Linked DNA regions of Mus musculus: region 2 is linked to region 1. The links are chromatin contacts, called in public Hi-C maps. All regions are on one chromosome and are shown on one strand. Each heading gives the region's core, a stretch centred on a gene start, on an enhancer-like site or on the middle of the called end of the contact. The rest is flanking DNA. Distances are from core to core; before and after follow the strand shown. Region 1 overlaps Tbcd (tubulin-specific chaperone d). Region 2 holds the start of Zfp750 (zinc finger protein 750).

Region 1 (5,827 bases), core at 645-3,144:
CATTATGTGACTGTTTTTGACTGTTGTGATTAATGCTACTGGGGAACATAAAATAGGTTTTTAAAAATTTATAATTATTTTGGGTATGTATCAGTAGGTGTTTCTCTATTTGTGTATAGTAATAGATTGTTTTCCTCAGCACATAGAACAACCCCCCCCCTTTTCTTTTTGGTAGTGCTGGGGTGTCAAGCCAAGACCCTTAAACATGACAGGCAAGTACTGAACTATCTATCCTTACCCAGCCCCTGAGAGTTGTTTTTTTTCCCTTTGTTTAACTATAGTATTTTGTTTTTGAAGTTCTTTTTGTTTTTGTTTTGTTTTTTTAATTATAGTTGTGGGGCCCAAGAGATGGCTCACTTGCTGCTTTTCCAGAGGACCCTAGTTCAGTTCCCCGCACCCAAGTTAGGAGGTACATACAGAACACCCTGTAACTAGTTCTGGGCGATCTGGATGTCATCTTTCGGCTTCTGAGAGCACTTACACACACATGTGCGTATACACCCAGATGCACATACATATATCCATAAATAGAAATAAAAAAGTAAAATAGATAAATAAAATAAAAATTAGAAATAAAGAAAAATTATGGTTGCCCCCACTTATCAGTTGTGGTACGCACATGAGCACATACACAAACTAAGTTATTGATGAGATGTGAGGTTCTGCCTATGGTAGATATCTTTGGGGTTTGCAGATTCAGCTGTACAGCCCATACCTTGGGAGGCCTTTGTTCTAGCTGTGGGGAGAGGCAACTACAGAGGTTTTATTGTGATTTCCATTTTGATTGTAGCAGTAGAGGTTAGTGCAAGTTGTGGCTTACCCTGAAAGGTAGTGTGAGGAAGGAAGAGGAAAGAGTGGGGCAGAGGTCACAGTTGATTTATAAATCGTGGTAGGTGTTGTACATTTGTGTTTTAGGTAATTCTGATGAATAGGTAGATAGAAATAGTTTATTTGAAAGATTTGGGTGTAAGTAGGTTCTTAATATTTTTGGCATGAATCTTTAAAATTTTTTTTTTCTTTTTATATTTGCTTATTGCCTGTGTGGAGACCAAAATGCTCTTAATTGTTGAGCCATCTTTTGAGCCCAGCAGCAGCAACAACAATAAAGAGTTCGAAACAACTTATTGAACGTTTTCTGTGTCCCTCATTCGGTTCCAGGGATTGAACTCAGTCTAAACTTGACCAACTGATCTATCTCTGCCTCCCTGCCCGACCTGCTGTCTTCTCTCCACCCATCCATCCCACACCCACCCAGTTCCCACTCCATTTGTTTGTTTGTTTGTTTGAGACAGGGTTTCTCTATGTAGCTGTGACTGTCCTAGAACTCTTGTAGACCAGGCTGGGCTTGAACTCAGAGCTCTATCCACCTGTACCTCCAGAGGGCTTGAATTAAAGGTTTGTGTCACAATACCTGGCTTTCTACCTACTTACTGTGCAGCCTTGGTTTACCTGGGACTTGTAGCCCAGGATGGCCTTGAACTTGTGTTAATATTCCTGCTTCTTCCTCCTGAGTGCTGGATCTCAGGTGTGAGCCAACACCCCCGGCTTGGCCTGAGTCTTGTTGAAAGTTTTCACATCAAGAGAATACAGGAAGGTCTGACAAACCGTAGCTAGAGTCTGTTACTGCATGGTGGTGCTTGAGGGAAGGGTGTTAGACCTGTCTAGCGTGTATATGGGACACATGGGAGGACAGGCACAATTAATCTCAGGGGATTGATTTTAGATGGCTTTTGTTCGGCTGTTTGCATTCTTTCTTGGGTTAGGGACTGTGAGAGGGATCTTGCTTTATAGCTCAGGCTAGCTTCTGTTAGCAAGGGTTATGGGTGTGTCCCACTGGACCTAGCTCAGTCTGCAGTTTTGAGCTACCTGCCAGCCTGGCCCAGGAGTTTTTCTGCTCTACACTTCTTCCTGCCCATGGCAATAGAGATTGTGGCTGGCAGGGTAGACAGGCTTCCTGCTTAGGTGAAGCAGGCTCCTGTGGGAGGTGGTGATAACTTGTGGGCCTTAACTGAGGTCCTGGCCAACGTGCCTGGAGCATTCCGCAGTGACTGCTTTCTGTCTCGTTTTACATTCTTTGCCTTTTTGTTCTTTTTGATCACCTGAGTCTCTGTGTAGTTCCCAAGATTTCTGTTTCTTCTTACTTAGGAGGTGCATGGGGCATAGGTTGTGCTCAGACACTGTAGGGCAGTTGCTGTTCCATTCCTTGCCAGTTTTGCCAGTGGGTTGAGATTCCTTTTAGTGACTTAAACCAGCCAGACATGTGTGCCTTTTATTTGGACATCTTTAAATTCCAGTGTTGAGGAGAGAAATTCTCTTTTTGCTTCCTCCTGAGGTGTAAAAAGGGTTCCCAGAGGCTTAGAAAGTTGAGTCTCCTACACTCCTCCCTCCCCCCCCACCCCCCCCCAGCTGGGTGTGTTGGCAAGGGAGGGGAAGATGAGACCCAGCTCTCTGCCGTTGGGGCAGAGTACTTTGGTGGTTTGGCAACAGCACCTCTGCTCTATCTAGAGAGACTTGCCCCGAGGATGGTGAGCACTTGTCTGACGCAGACAACTGAAATCCTGGGAAGTGGCTGAATGAAACTGCTGTAGACCAACAGCTACGGTGGTCTCATCTCCTAGGGCTCGAGGTGCCTGGCTTGCCACCGCCCTTCCCCCACCCCTCAAGCCTCCGCTCTGGGGCAGCGTTGTCTCCTCAGTCTCCCTCTTGGCTTCTTTTTCTCTCTTAGAGGGTCACTTGGGTCTGATCTGGCTCCAGGGCAGGAGGAAGTTACGCTCAGTGGGTGGAGCAGTTTCACCATGGGCTTGTCAGACCTGAAGGCAGAGGGCTGGTGTCTTGTGCGTGATGAAACTTGCAGGTGTATTGTGCTTCAGGATTGCATGTTTCCTTTGATGCACTTGGCTTCATTTTTATCCACCTGTTCATTAGTGTGGGTTAGGCGAAACAGGTGAACTCTGAACAAGTCACATCGAAACTAGGATTGATTTTATTTCCCTCGAAGCATAGCCCTCTCGCGGCATTGATTCTTAACTCTTGTGGGAAGGAAACAAGTGTTTGGCAACTTCGTTTCTCTGGAAGGCCCCTTTGCTCATGAGTGTTAGTATTAATGCAAATGGAGGAAATTTGAGGGCAGAAAACATATTTTAAAATAAAACATTGTCTCTTAAATGTATTTTACCTTTTCTTATTGGTTGATGGTTGTGTGGTCATGGTTTTCCTTCAGATTAGAAGCTTCTGACCATGGCGGCTTCTCTGGGTTTCCTTCAGTGGTTATGATGGTGAGGGAACTTTTGGTTCCAAAGACAGGCTGCTGGTAGGGAAGGTACTGCCTGTGTTGATTGGTGGCAGGGGATATTCTTTTGTTTACTACCAGCTGACATAGCATCTCCTCTTCACAGTTAGGTGGGGTTTTTTGTTTGTTTGTTTGTTTGTTTGTTTTTAATTTTTCCTATTTTTAACATTTCAAAATTTGCCAGGCATGGTGGCGCACGCCTTTAATCCCAGCACTTGGGAAGCAGAGGCAGGCGGATCTCTGAGTTCGAGGCCAGCCTGGTCTACATGGAGAGTTCCAGGATAGCCTGGGCTACATAGAGAAACTGCCCCCAAACCATAAACAAACAAAATTCAAAATCCAGACTTTATTTTATCTATTGTTGACTAAAGGTAGAATTCTTACTGAACTTATAGTTTGGGGGTATAGCTCAGTACCAGAGACCACTTCTGTAGCATTCTTGTAGCCCTGGGTTACCTAGCACGGAGAGAAACAAAAAGCCACAAAGTTGCAGCAAAACCCAGAAACCTCACAGGCAACAGTATTAACACTGAAGAGAGAGAGCTAAGGTACCAGGATCCACAGGCCCATCCCAGGGGCTGCATGGCAATCTGACCCACGAGGCATGTGTTGGAGCGTCTCTCTTCCTTGCGTGTGGTTTAAAGGATAGGGGTCGGGTGCCTGGGTACAAGTGACTGTTGACTAGATTACCTGTATGGGTAAGCACGAGGAACCAGTATCCTAGACTTGGCTCTGTCTGGGCCTTCAGCTGCCTGACCAGACTGTCCTGGCCTTGGCCTCTGAATAGGCTTTAGCTATACTTGGATTTCATCTCTCCTGGTGGCCCGAGGCATAGGTGTGGTACCTTGCTCTATCTGGAAGAGAAGTGACAAACCTCTCTTGCCTCAGAGTGTGTGGAGACTAGCTAATCAGCCCTGGTCATGCTCTTCAGCTTAGCCTGTCATGGTCTTGTGGACTTTGGCCTCTTTGTTTGTGGGCTTCTGTGGAGCCTGGTTTCTAGAGAAGCCCTGGCTCAGCATCCTAGGGCAGAATGTCTGGGGGCTTGTGCCTTAGTGCTCAGGGCAACTTTGCTTTTCACTTTACTTGTTTATATATATTTTCGGGTATAGTGTGATGTGTGTACCAGAGCATTCATGTGGGGACAGCTTGCAGAAGTAACTCTCACCTTTCACCGTATGATTGAATGCAGGCTTGGCAGCAGCAAGCGCCTCTCCCCAGAGCCATCTTTCTATCCCGAAGAGGAAGGTTTTGGGTGGAGAAAGCGCGTGACGGATAGGATGGAGATGAGGCACTGTCTATAGAGAGTGCTGTCTCCATAGACTCAGGGTTCCTGTGCCAGGCATTGAGTAGGCTCTGAGTAGGCTCTGGCTGTTTGTAGTTTCACGCAGCTCAGCACTTTACCTAGGTGAGCCCTGTAGGAACGCGTATGTACATGTGCATGGCCTCATCCTCCCCGTCCCTGCCCACCTGCGCGTGTGAGCTGCGTTAGTAATGGAGACCCAGGAGGCCAGTGGGGAGCCCCCTCCACCTTTAGCCTGGCTCGTGGCTTTTGCTGCGGGCCATTTGAACACCTCACGCTCCACCTCCTCCTCCTCTCACCTGGCCCACGGGCAGGTGCTGATACCTGGCTGCCCTGATACTTTCCTTGGCCTTCCTTCTCACATGCTTCCCTCAGGCCTTGGCTGTTGACATCTCATCTCTGATTTGCCCTTGATCTTTGTTTCCTGCTCTCTGTCCTTGTTCTAGAGCCCTCATTCTGTGGGCCGTGGGTACACTTGTGACACCTGAAGTCACAACCTTAACCTCATTCCTGTTGTCCTACAGCTTGTCCTCCTTAGCCTTGTGACTGTAGAAGCCTGACAGAGATAGAGGCAGAGAGAGACACAGAGACGTGTGTGTGTGTATGCGTGTGTGTGTGTGTGTGTGTGTGTGAGAGAGAGAGAGAGAGAGAGAGAGAGGGAAATAGACATAGACAGAGAGGCAGAGAGATGGAGACAGAGACTGCATATGTGAGAGACACAGAGACAATGTGTGTGTATGTGTGTAAGAGAGAGACAGAGACAGACAGAGACAGAGAGACTGCATATGTGAGAGAAACACAGAGACAGTGTGTGTGTGTGGGTGTGTGTGTGTGTGTGTGAGAGAGAGACAGACAGACACAGAGACAGACAGACACAGAGAGAAGCAGACAGACTGAGACTTCGAGCCTGAGGCTGTCTCTGCTGGTATCCTCCATGCCTGCTAGTTGTTTGGTTCTCACATCTCCTTGTCTTACCCAGAGCTTCAGCTGGCTTTCCAGCGATCCCTCCATGATACCTTTTTCCCATTCCACAAGTCTTCACCCTGTAGTGTGGTTCCTTAGTCTTTTTGCCCTCACTCACGCACATCTGCTGTGCTTGGTCTTCATCTTCTTCTGAAGGGTGACAGGTCATCCTTCTCTGAAGTACCTCCGTGGAGACCTTCCTATCGTCCTCGTCTGTTTGGTTCCTTGTAGTTGTGCGCTGTTCCATGGTCAAGAGGGAACAAGGATTGAGAAGC
Region 2 (5,458 bases), core at 2,691-5,190, 40 kb after region 1:
TGTTCCCAGTGTGTGTGTATGGTGGGCAGTGGGTGTAGCAGCTTCAGGGACTGACTCTTTATCTCTACTTATGTGCTTCAAGTTTCTGAGGATTCTATCAGGTTTCATTTGGTTTCTCTTCTAATTTACACACACACACACACACACACACACACTATTATATATATAAAACTATATCTGCCACTGTGGTAGCAGCAATTCCATCACTTAGGGTAGACTAAGGCAGAGGGTCTCAAGTTCTCAAGTTCAAGGCCTGACTGTGCTGCTTGGCAAGACTTTTTCCTCAAAGCAAGAAGCAGCCTACAAAGAGCTAAAGTTACCCGATCATCAGCATTTAGGGCTCTTAAGTAGTTGTCTGGGAGAGCAGTGGCTCAGGCGGTCCTGAAAGTAGTCCACTGTGAGAGTCTGCATGGCAGTGAGAGTGAAGCCCCCATGCTAGGAGGAAGCTAGGATCCTAGGCTCCTTGCAGGAGGAGTATGGGAGACTGAGCTGTCAAAGTGGGTCCTGCCTGGACTTCACTTTTGCTGTAGAAGCTAAAGTGAAGACAGAAGTCCTATGTCAAAGCTGATCATATTAACACTTAGTAATAGCCTTGTGACTTTTCCTTCTTATTAAAAGGAAAAATGTAAAGAAACTCTCTGTGGGCCCAGCGTATACCTGGAGTGCATTTTCCCTGCCTGCGTCAGGGAGCCCGAGAAGCCTCCCTTGTCTGACTGGCTGATGAGGGCAGCTCGATAAGTCAGTGGGACCTGTGCTGGCATGCTCATTACACTCTTGATTCTGAAGGCGTGAGAACCTCTGCAAGTCAGGTTCCCATGGCTGTATAGGATATGTCATGGCACAGATCTGAGAGGGATGATTTCATCACTAGCTGGGAGCATCATGATCAGAATGATGACAGTTGCAAACATTCGTCGAGTATGAGCTGCTTCCCAGTTCCTGGGGACAGACGTGGGACAGTGCCCCGTGTGTCCTGGGCAGGCTAGAAGAGCCCCTCAGGACGTAAGGAAATAATGACGGGCCCTCAGAGAAGCAGCTGTAGTAAACGTTACTGATGGTTTCGGGCAGCAGTAAGCGTGCCACTGGGGTTAAGTACTGAACATCTACGGAGGTTAAATAAGTACATTGTCATGGTAAGGGTTTCCTGTCTTATAAGAAAGAGGAGTAACTGAGGAAATAATTATTACCGAGTGTGCGTGCATGCGTGTGTGAGTGTGTGCGTGTGTCATGCTATGTGAAGTTTTGGTTTCAGCCTTTGTCTTTTAATTTTTTTGGCTGCTGATCCCCAGGACAGTGAGCAGGCTGGCTGGGATAGGCAGCAGTGGCTCTTGTGTAAGGGTTCTAGAGTGAGGCCATTTCCTGAGGTTTATTAAAACTGAAAGGGAATGGATACAGAAGCAGGCTCGGCTGTAATCATTTCAGTAACTTCGGATAAACTGACCCTCAGGATTTCACAATTGCTAATTAAGGCGGAGAGCTCACTGCTTGGAGGCAGGTGTAAGGCGGGCGTAACTCATCTATAAAACTACCGTGTTAGAGAAGTAAGTGGGATAAAATTGATGCTTTTGTAAGCTTTTGAATGATGATGTCAGCCTGTGAGTTCTCTGTCCTAAGCAAGTGAGGTTTATGACTATCAAGAAATAAACCCACAGCCATGACTGCAGCCAGGCACATATGTCTGTGGGCATGGAGGCTTACAATAAGTCCTGTTTGGTCAGTTTATACCTGCTGGACTTTGAACTGTCTGGCAGCCGCTGGTGTTAAATATTCCCAAAAGCACACATTGTTGCCAAAACAGGAAAGCCAAGAACTTTGACTGTTTACAGTACTTTTGGGTTTATATTCAAAGGTGAAGCTTTTCCTAAAGGCATAAGAAGGGTATGTGGCTTCCCCCCCCCCCCCTTTTTTTTTTTTTAAGGTTGGGCCTGTTACTACTTTGGGAATACATCTCTGGAAGGCTATATGTGTAGCTATGGCTGTCTGAGAACTGTAGTGTTAGCATGTTTGATACTGAAACAGTCCCAGAGGAATTTTACTTGGCACCATACCCTCCTCCCTTCTACTTCCCATTTGATGGTCAGGGGGGTTCATGAGGGTGTCTTCCCACAGGCACTCAGCCCTCATCAAGGGCTTTTGGCAGAGAGTTGTTCTCTGTCTTCCCTGGGGAAGCCCTGTTCTCAAACATGCCTCCCCAGACCTCACCTTGGCCCCAGACTTCCTTCTCTGAATCATCTTGCAATGCAGCATACAGTATGTACAATAATACAGTGACCTAGAAACATGTACAGTATCCAGCTTAAGATCTGTAAGATGTGTCCCAATTTTTTTGCTGACACACATCAGGCTGTATGACTTGAGACTTCGATATCTCTTATATTAAATGACTTGACTGCGTTCAGAAAGGGCCCAGGGCTGAGAGCACCTTCCACCTGCCCACAGTGTGCCATCCGGGATACCTGCCCACACACAGAGTGAGCACTGTGTAGTTTCGATTGGCCACAGGGTCCTGTTTGTCTTTAAAGCATTAAACTTCAGCAGTCCCTGAGTGTGGACATGTAGTGTAGTTGCTGCTGTCAAGACAACAGTGAGTGGCTGGCATGTTTTTAGAAGTTTCTAAGGGGCTTGCACTTAGAAATCAGACAAGAGAAAGAATAATTTAAGAGAACCCTGATAGGATACAATAGAGGTAATTACAGCTTTGCTTTATAGGCCAGCGATGTGACGGGCCAGGCAGCTATGTTTGTCCTGTGAATTGACCTGCAAATCAAGACAGTGCAGTACTATTCCTCCTGGTGGTGTCCAGCTGTCTGGCGCAGAGCCTCGCAGGTGGAACGTCGTGAAGGGCATGCTATAATTACAGCACTGTGATGTGGCGTTATTGCACCACTCAAGGGCACGCCACTGTCGTCTACCCACTGGGGTGTCGCAAGAACGAGATTTGTGAGTTTTACTTCATGTGGGCTTTTGCAGTAGCTGGCCGCCGCTCCCTCCCAAACTTTCTGTTCTTTAAGATGAAGGTGAACTTAGGGAGGCCATAGTCTTAGAAGAAAGCTGTTTTCTAGAGTGTGTTTGGAAGGAAGGATCTAGAAAACAAATGGGTTGTGTTGTGCAGGCTCACGGCTTCCCGACCAGCATGGCACCGGAGCTCGCCTTGCCTGTGTTTCTGTAACACAGCAGTTTAAAACATCAGAGAGCCTTTTCTAATGCAAACACTCAGATAGGAAATGCAGGCGTTTCTGCTTAAACCAAGTCTGACTTGGTCAGATTTGGCCGATTATTCGGTCGATAATTATTTTCATACAGATTTATCCCCCCCCCCCCATGTATAATCTTAACAACCAAACCAAAAACCTAAACTTAGTTGGTTTCTTGTTTTTGAAAGGTTTTGTCAAAGCAGCAGTTATTTTAAATTTGAAAAGCTTTAGATGTTAAACTAGAAATGAAACCAAACAGTTGTATCTCTCTCTATATATGTGAGTTTTGCCTCTTTTATGTCAAAATTTATTGTAATTTCTTTGAAAAGTAGGGAACAATTAAGCAATACTATAAATCCATCTTTTGTTTTTAAAATAAATTTTATAGCAGAAAGGATGGCTTGATTTCTAAATAAGCTTGCTCATAGTCTTGGAATAACGTATCAGCCCCATTAGGAGTTCTGTAATTGTGGTCTGCATCCCCGAGATGCACCTGCCGGGTTCTGAGTAATCCTTAGGGAATAGTGAGAGCAGGAAAGAGCAGACAACAGCAAACAATTTACCCAGACAGATTCCTCAAGACACATTAAAGAGTAGTTTTGAAAGAAAACTTGAAGAAATAGTAAGCACTTACCAAAGGTGGGCAGTGCTGGGATGCGGAGTCCTTCTTCTGTGCAAGGTGCTGAGGTCTGAGGAGCAGGATCTGTTCTCACGCTGGCTCGCTGGCTCGGTGAAACTGGAGCCGGCTGTTCCAGTGGGAGGGATTTAAGTGTAGGAGTTGAGCCCTCGGGGCGTAGAGATGCACCTGATATTCCTCCGCCTGCAGCTACAATTCAAGTGTTTGCACCCACTGAGCTCCACGTAGCCTCACTGAGCAGGGATCCAGAGAGTCCTGTGCCACTCCAGGTGCCCCACAGGACTCTAGGTTCACGGTGTGTGGGGTCCTGGGAGGGCTGCCCAGTTGCAGAGGAATCAGGATATCTGGATGCAGAGTCTAGTGCTGATGTACTTGTATCACAAGCACTTGATGCTCATTAAAGACTCAGGTGTAGAGCTTCGCTTGCTCGCTTCAGTACTCCAGCATAGGAACATAGAAGCAGAGAAATATAACTTTGTCCTGAAACACATGTCACCGATGGAAACATGACAAGTGTTTTTGCTGTGATGCCCAGAGAAGCCTCTGGCCACCTCTGCGATTTCTACCCTTCTCTAGGAGTTTTGTTGAGGTCACCGGGAGAACTAGGGTGGCAGAGAGGATGCTAACCTTGCTGCCTTGTCACAGGGACCTGCCGGAACATGCCCAGGGCCTGTACTGGTTGTGGAGCTGACATGTGCTGTCTGTCATTTGGGCGTCGGCAGTGTGTTCACCTTCACACCCCCTCTTTAAGTAATAACTTAGATTTTAAATTTTGGAGCCATTTTACCATCCCCTACCCCCACCCCCCACCCCACCCCCAGTGTTTACTTGTTTGCTTTGAGGCTTGTGCGGGCTGCAGTGGAGGCTGGAATGTGATGTCAGTTTGGGGACAGGGAAAGGACACTGTGATAGCTGGCTAGGCTCTTGGTCATACCTGAAGCTGCTGGCAAGGGCCAGCACGCATTTAAGACTTTAGATTTTACTTGGCTTCACCTTTATGTTTAATTCTTTAAAACCTAGTTTAGTTACTTTGTCTCATTCCTAGGAAGAGTCTAAGCCAAATGCTCAGTCTTATAAGAACAGCGAGCAGTTCCCTAGGGTTTCTCACATCTCTAGCTGAGTAGCAAGTTACCTTAAGCTCTGCTCTGAGACAGTCACCAGTTTGTTACAGTTTGTTACATCTGTCTGGGCGGAGGTGGTCTGTACTGGTTCCGGTTCCCCCAGGCAGTGCTTCTACTCTGTGGGTGTTTACTGAGGCTTCCCGGTATGGTGAAGTCCTCTAGCTACTCTGCCACTTTCCGGGACTCCACAGTAGAGGGTAGCCTTTGGACATCTCAGGACTTGAAGAGAGCAAAATGGAGAGGCAAGGCTGAGAATTATCTCAGTGCCGTTTCTGCTGCACCTCTTTCTGGAGCAGTTGGGGCAGGCCAGCTTCTTAGGAAGGCTGGCAGGGACTTGCTGAAAGTCTTACCCTTTCCCCTCTGCTCTCACTCACCTTTTGCTGAGAGTTTTACTCCTTGATTCTAATTTGCAATCTGGACTTCAGGTGTTTTTAATGGACCCCCTTAACTCTTTGCCTCCCACATCCTCTTGAGGGCCATCCCTCCTCCCTTTGTGCTGCCCTCTC

Evidence for each region. Hi-C and Micro-C count contacts between places; a contact is called where the count stands out from the background.
Region 2: a contact with region 1 is called in a Hi-C map of epidermal suprabasal cells, with 4 times the contacts expected there. The contact joins the promoter of Zfp750 here to the enhancer-like site in region 1. A contact is called at or near these places in 9 of 39 promoter capture datasets (the HPC-7 cell line, HPC-7-derived erythroid cells, embryonic stem cells and 5 more), 1 of 15 datasets of contacts at CTCF or cohesin (CD8 T cells), 16 of 484 Hi-C or Micro-C datasets (the Ba/F3 cell line, common lymphoid progenitors, cranial neural crest and 11 more), 6 of 115 datasets of contacts at active chromatin or transcription factors (the HPC-7 cell line, double positive thymocytes, embryonic stem cells and 1 more) and 3 of 9 other capture datasets (adipose tissue, liver and pancreatic islet).

Annotation. Positions count from the first base shown.
Region 1 is chr11:121,477,172-121,482,998 of GRCm38.p6, forward strand. All of the region lies in intron 7 of Tbcd (tubulin-specific chaperone d), which reads left to right. Among named protein-coding and RNA genes, the nearest start is that of Tbcd, 28 kb to the left of the region's middle. Within about 2 kb of position 1,895, at least 31 of the 459 cell types and tissues checked have an H3K27ac peak or open chromatin away from gene starts, as enhancers often do. A contact at or near this core is called in epidermal suprabasal cells, morula and neutrophils, where this site is marked.
Region 2 is chr11:121,515,402-121,520,859 of GRCm38.p6, forward strand. It overlaps Zfp750 (zinc finger protein 750), which reads right to left and starts at 3,941. Exons shown (of 3, transcript NM_178763.4): 1 at 3,829-3,941. All of the region lies in intron 13 of Tbcd (tubulin-specific chaperone d), which reads left to right.